2 separate regions of the Mus musculus genome follow, and region 1 is linked to region 2. A link is a contact called in public promoter capture Hi-C data. All regions are on one chromosome and are shown on one strand. The core of a region is the stretch at or near the end of the contact, and the rest is flanking DNA. Distances in the headings are between cores, read along the strand shown. Region 1 holds the start of Ndufv3 (NADH:ubiquinone oxidoreductase core subunit V3). Region 2 holds the start of Ppil1 (peptidylprolyl isomerase (cyclophilin)-like 1).

Region 1 (3,246 bases), core at 286-2,785, 2.3 Mb after region 2:
TCACCATCACCCTGGAGACCAAGAACTTCCAGCTCATGAGCCCTCGGAGGGCAAATGCATACAGCTCTCCCACTGAGTAGTCTTTCCCTTGCATTTGTTCTTGCATCTCCCAGTTCCTCCAGCGTCTAAACTGGTCGGCTGTGAGAAGTGGAGGTTTTGAGTCCTATGGTTTTACAGCTCCAACTCCAGTCCCACAAAGGACAGGTGGTACCCGTTCCCCTCAGTATTATTTACTCACCTCTAAAGCATGCAAGTGTCCCCTGGAGACAAGAGTAGGTGAAGAAGGACAATTATTTGTGTGGTAGATCGAGCTTCTTCTCAGCCCACAGTGTCCGTAGCAATCTCATGTCACAGAAACCTTTCCCATTCTCAGATCTAGAAGATGCTCTCACATGGGCTGTCTCCAGTCTTCAGAGGCCTGCAATGCACTCTGTCTCTGGAGCCTGAACACTCCTTGGAGCTCCCGTCATGCCATTGTCCCCCTGACAGCCTGGACACAGCATTAACAGCTCTAATATTTTTTTTTCTTCTCAGTAATTCATTTCATTGTTCTGAATCCTTTCACTGACATTGAATTTTCCTTGGTGGAAAATTGGAGGTATAGACATAACCATCTATGTGAAATACTTACTGTGCACTGGGCAAACGTGTGCGAGGGGCCACCAATCAATCAGTGGGAAGAGGAATTCCAATAACACATACTGTAACACAGCTGTGCCTTAGATATGGTTCTCCAAAAAGCTTTGTGTGTTAAAGGCTTGGTCCTCAACTGGTGAAGTTGGGTGTGCATGTGTGTGAGTATATATATATATATGTGTGTGTGTGTGTGTGTGTGTGTGTGTGTGTATAATAGGGACAAATGACAGGTACTTTTCTTTCTCCTCCCCCCCCCCCACACTTAATTGTTATATATAAGTATACTGTAGCTATTTTCAGACACCAGAAGAGGGCATCAGATCTCACTATAGAGGGTTATGAGCCACTATGTGGTTGCTGGGATTTGAGCTCATGACCTCTGGAAGAGCTGTCAGTGCTCTTAATCGCTGAGCCATCTCTCTAGCCCCAAGTTTATCTATTGATTACAAACAATCTTTACAGTTACTCTGTAAAAGAGCAGGCTGTCTTTGAACTAGCCCTACTGCTGGTATGGTAGGTGGGCACCTCCATGCCCAGCTTCTGGTTTGTTTGTTCAAGACCACGCCCCTACTGGGCAAGCGCACTACCACCGAGTTGTATCTCCAAGAAACAACAAACTCACAAAGATCTCACCAAACACAGAAGTCTCTCAAGTCGAACCAGAAACGCAAAGGACATGATTCTAGCTGTGCAATTTTGGTAGGTTACAGACCAGAGTTAAGGGCGAGATCAGGGCAAGGTGGGCAGGCCCAAATCGGAGGGGCGGGACTTTCAGCGGGATCTACCCAGGGGAGGACCCCACGCTTTCCCGAACCCGGAATTGGTGGACTCAGTTAGGGGCGTGGCCTTAAGGAGCCCTCCCAGAATGCGCGCGCAAACGCTTGGGTCCACCATGGTGTGCGATTGGTGAACGTGGACGCGGGGCGGAGCCTGGGGTGGTGCGTGTGCACAAGTAGGTCACGTACCTAAGTGCGACCTCCGCTCTTGGCATTTGTGCCATGGCGGTCTCTCTCCTCCTGCGGGGAGGACGGATCCGGGCGCTGAAGGTAAAGGGCTAACGGGCGGGACATACCGGGCCCTTAGCCTGACCCTTAACTGCACCCGTGGGCCCGGTGCGGAGAGGGGTCCTAGGGCCTGTGCTCACCTGACCCGGACAGAAGGGTTTTCTCTGCAGGAGTGAAACCGAGTCACTGAGGCTGTTTTTAAAACGAAACCTGGCTTTCTCTGCAAAACTAGTATTGGGTTTTGTTTGGGTTGGGTTCGGTGGATGGAACCTAGGGCCCTGCGCTTGCTTGTCAAGAGCTGTCATTGAACTGGCCCCAAAGCAGGAAATGCTCACAGCAATATAAAATACAGGTGACAGAGGGCTCCCGTCGTCAAATGGGCACTGTTTAATTATTCCTTCAGGTATATTGCTCCCAGCGATTTTTTTCCAGCGTGTATCGGTACACATAATTTGTACACACACGGAGAATCATCAGTATAAATAGAAGTTTTCCGGTTCTTTTGCTCCACCCCCCAACCCCCTCCCTAGCATGAAGCATCCTAGGATCTAACACATACCTTAGCGGTTGCCGGCTGAATTACAATAAGATTCTTCTCAAATTGTAACACTTCTGAAGCAATTATCTACATCCTATTTACTAGTAGATAGTGTTTCTGCAACTTTACTAACTGTAGGGAGATAATTTTGCAAAAAGAAACATAGTATTTTGTAAAGTAACAAAATAGCCAGTAGAGTAAACTGGCTGCCCTGTATTAAGACCCAGGAGTCTTGGGCTGAGAGCCAACTGGGCCTTGCATCCAGGATCCAGGCCTGAGTGTTACAGCCGGCATGATGGCTGCCATCCAGAGGCCAGCACTTCCCTCCCCCCTCCCCCATGCTAACACAGGCTCCCCCCCTCCCCCCAACACAGGTCTGTCTAACTGAGGCTTTGCAGGACACGTGACAGCAAGAGCTTTTCTCAGAAGCATCTGTCTCCCATCCTCCCAACCCCTGAGCCCCAGGTTTCTGCAGAACATAGAACCAGGCTCTTCTCCAAGATATCCTGAAGCTTTGTATAACGAAGCTGGCAAAGTCTTTATTTTTAATAAAAACTTTCCAAGTGCCTATTTTGGGAAATTTCTGCAAAGATTAGGGAAATAAAGTTGTTTTCATTTACCCAGATGCTAATAGTGATTTTCCTGGAACTTGGGGTATATTTTTCTTGCAGCTTTTGGGGTATTTGTCAGAGCATTCATAATTCCCATATGTTATGACCATTGTAATAAGTGTGCCATGTGAATATGAATATATAATACATTGTAATGGCTGTTATCGAAGTGAGTATCTTTGCTTGTCTGCTCTCCCCAGGCTGTGCTCCTGGAGGCAAGGGTGTTCCCGGGAGAACTGGTTTCTGTAGTGAGGCTGTCTACAGAGTCAGAGAAGAGTGCAAAGGAGAAAGAGCTACATCCCAAGACACAAAGTGTGCTCAAAGGTGAGATGTTAAATATGATCTCGGGGGTGTGGGGGAGGCAAAGAACGAAAAGTCAGTAGCATGAAGTGAGGTGGGCCAGACGCATAACCTAAGACTTCAGCTCACAGTGAGATGGAAGATTGGACCTCACTGG
Region 2 (3,276 bases), core at 747-3,246:
TGCACCCAGAGTTCATACTCAGAAGGGAACAACCCAGGAAGCAACAAAGCCACAGCCAATCACCGGAGCGTGACACGCAGGACAGCTCTGGCATACAATGTTCCAAAGCAAAACAACCATAAACAAGCCAACATTCTAAAAGCATGTGCCGATGCTCTGAAACTAACCCCGAACAAGGGGAAAGTCCTCACATGACACCTATAGATGTAATAAAAAGACATTAAAGTATGAGTAGTTTATATACATTTGCGTCAGTCTGGGGCTTAGGCGGGGCAGAAAGCAACCAGCTAAGAGTCAGGATGTTCAATAAATATTTTCTAGCATATTTCTGATCATGTAAACATATCACCTATTGAAACCAAACTTGAATAGAAAAATAAAGCAGCCCTTGTGTTAAAGAGTGGGTCACACTGGTGGAGACGACTCAGCTCCTAAGAGCATGTCCTGCTCTTCGGGAGGACCACACTTCAGATCCCAGCACTCCACCAGGGGGCTCACAGCCACCTGTACCCCCCATCTCCATGGTTTCCAATACCTCTGGCCTCTGAACTCATGTGCACACACACATAATTAAAAGACAAATCTAGGGCTGGAGAGATGGCTCAGTGGAGAGATGCTCTCCCAGAGGTCCTGAATTCAATTCCCAGCAACCACATGGTGGCTCACAACCATCTGTAATGGGATCTGATGTCCTCTTCTGGTGTGTCTGAAGACAGGTACAGTGTACTCATATAAATAAAATAAATAAATATATCTTTAAAAAAAATCAAATCTAAAGAGAATGTGTAAAGCAAATAGGCTGGTTACTTCAAATGTCCACATACACCCATACGAGTGCTTTTATTCTCTTCTCTTAGTGCCTTTAAGGATAAAACAAGGCAGGGGGCTCCTGCTGTACATTACCCACTGAGCTCTGGGGAGAATCTGTATGGCCCAGGTTCAGGAGGTCCAGCAATGTGAGCACTCTGTAGAACTGGGAGCGAGAGCAGTGGTGCGTGCCTTCCTAATGTCTACACTCAGGAGCCAAGGGCAGACAAAATGGGGCTCAAGTCAGTAGACAGGGCAGACCAGGCTCCAAGCAGGGTTCCCTTCAATCAGTATGAAAACCAGGTTGCAGGTAAATCTATAAAATGCACCATTTCTCTGCTAAAACTGGAGGGGTGTGTGTGATACAAAGCCTTCGGGACAGGAGCTGCTAGCAATAGTAAACTGAGCGCAATCACACACAAGGGAGGCAAGGCACTAGGAGGTGGCTTAATTTTATATATTAATATAAATATAATAGAATGTTAGGTAAGCAGTCTATTCTATCCAGCCCAGCCCAGCCCCTGGACTTCTGATCCTCCTGCTTCCACCTCCAGAGTGCTAGGATTACAGGCTTGTGCAACCACACCGAGTATATATGGTGCTGTAGCCCGAGCTTGGGGCCTCGGGCATCCCCAGCTCAAAGATCACTCTTGGATTTTGGAGAAAATAAATTTTCTTCTACTTCCAAAGAAATTTGTTCAGACAACTCTACTTGTCCCGTGATGTTTACACATCTGTCTCCTTCACCATAATCCAGATTTGTGTTTTCAAAAATCCAGGTCCTACGCGCATGGCTTGTGTGATCAACACACACTTGTTGAGAAAAAAAATGAGTGAGTGAGTGAATGAATGAATGAAGATGGAAGGTGGATATAGGTAAATGAACTAATAAACGTCGTGGGGAAAGGACAGCAGATAGAAATCGTCGAGGTCTCCGGGATGTTGGAGGGGCTCCCCTGAGGTCCCTTCAGAACTTACAGGTACTCCCGGCCGCAGCTCTGTGCGTGCGGGCAACCTGCGAGTCAGGCCGGCCACTGCGGCACGAACCCGCGTCCCCTCCACCAATTCCTCCCCCACCTCCAACCCTCACCTAGTCTCCAGGTAGACGTTGGGCGGCTGCCAGGTGTCTGGGGGAATCGCCGCCATGCTGAGCGAAGGTATCCCCCCCGCTAGCAATCACTACTTCCGGCGGAGTTAACCCGGGACCCGCCCCTGGGCACACACTTCCGGTTCCCGCCGATCCGCCCGTTTGCTTGACAGGATTTAGGGCGCTGGGACAAGAATGACGAAGGATCCTTCTTTCTAGGCTGGGAAGAGGGTTGCAAGTCGAAATGCTCAGTGCAGGAACTCAGACAAGTGCAAGATTCTCCAGGGGCGATTCGCGCCACGCTCCGGAACAGTGATTGGTCTGTTTTGGCGCGGAAGGCGGGAACAACCTTCTTCACTCTGATTGGAGGGCTGGAGAATTTCCTAGTTCCCAGACTTGGGTGATGCCCCTGGCTGGCTTTGAACTCAAAAAGATCTGCCTGCTTCTGTCTGCCGAGTGCTGGGATTTAAGGCGTGCACCACCACGCCCAGCGTCTATTCCTTAAAGCAATCCTGTGGATGACAGGAGTCCCGTTTTTCAGCGGAGAAAACTGAGACTCCGCCGTTAAGTGCCACATGGCAAATCTGATCCCACAGACTCCAAAAGCAAAGAGCATGTGGAAAGAGGAAAAGGCTGGGAAGAGAGACAAAGCTTAAAATGACTGTCCCAGGAGATAGTGGTGCACGCCCCCAGCGCTGGAGCGGCAGAGGCAGGGGGATCTCAGAGTTCAAGGCCTGTACAAGGTCTCTTCTACAGAGCGAGTTTCAGGATAGCTAGGACTACTCAGAGAGGTATCCTTGGAGCTGGAAATGCAGGCCAGTTAGTAGACGGCTTGCCTAACAGGGCTTAGTGGGTAAAGTACTTGAATTTAGGTCCCTAGGACCCATGCAAATGCCAGGTAGATATGCACTTGCGGCCTCAGCAACCGGGAAAGCAGAGACCATGGGGAAGAATCCAGGGAGCTGGCTAGCCATCCAGTCTAGCCCAAATAGCTCTCTCCAAGTTCAGTGAGCCACGAGGGAAATGTATATTTTATATTGAACATCCCATAATTAACAACAAAGAAGTAGGAAAATATTTACAAGACTTCCTGAGTTCTAAGATGCATCTACCCTCCCACCCACCCACTTCCTGCACAGCAAAGCAAAAATTGAGCAAATGCTTACTCTTAACAACCTACGGCTCTTCAGAAAATTGAGCAATGCATATTAAAGAGAAGCAATCTGAACCGTAGTGTGCAAGGTACTTACTTACAGGCCAACAGAGCTGTGGGTGAACACTCTGGGGAGGCTCTCCCATTAAAGATCAGATAAATAAAAAAGACTTTAATTTTTTATTTATTTTGTGTGTGTGTGTGTGTGTGTGTATCTGGGTTTGTATGG

The links. Promoter capture Hi-C pulls out the DNA fragments that hold promoters and counts their contacts.
Region 1: a promoter capture Hi-C map of liver shows a contact between it and region 2, with 2.9 times the contacts expected there. The contact joins the promoter of Ndufv3 here to the promoter of Ppil1 in region 2. A contact is called at or near these places in 1 of 39 promoter capture datasets (liver) and 1 of 115 datasets of contacts at active chromatin or transcription factors (extraembryonic endoderm stem cells).

Annotation. Positions count from the first base shown.
Region 1 is chr17:31,518,580-31,521,825 of GRCm38.p6, forward strand. It overlaps Ndufv3 (NADH:ubiquinone oxidoreductase core subunit V3), which reads left to right and starts at 1,536. Exons shown (of 4, transcript NM_030087.2): 1 at 1,536-1,682; 2 at 2,990-3,113. The coding sequence starts at 1,635. It also overlaps a transcript of Wdr4 not described here.
Region 2 is chr17:29,261,975-29,265,250 of GRCm38.p6, forward strand. It overlaps Ppil1 (peptidylprolyl isomerase (cyclophilin)-like 1), which reads right to left and starts at 1,997. Exons shown (of 4, transcript NM_026845.4): 1 at 1,898-1,997. The coding sequence starts at 1,953.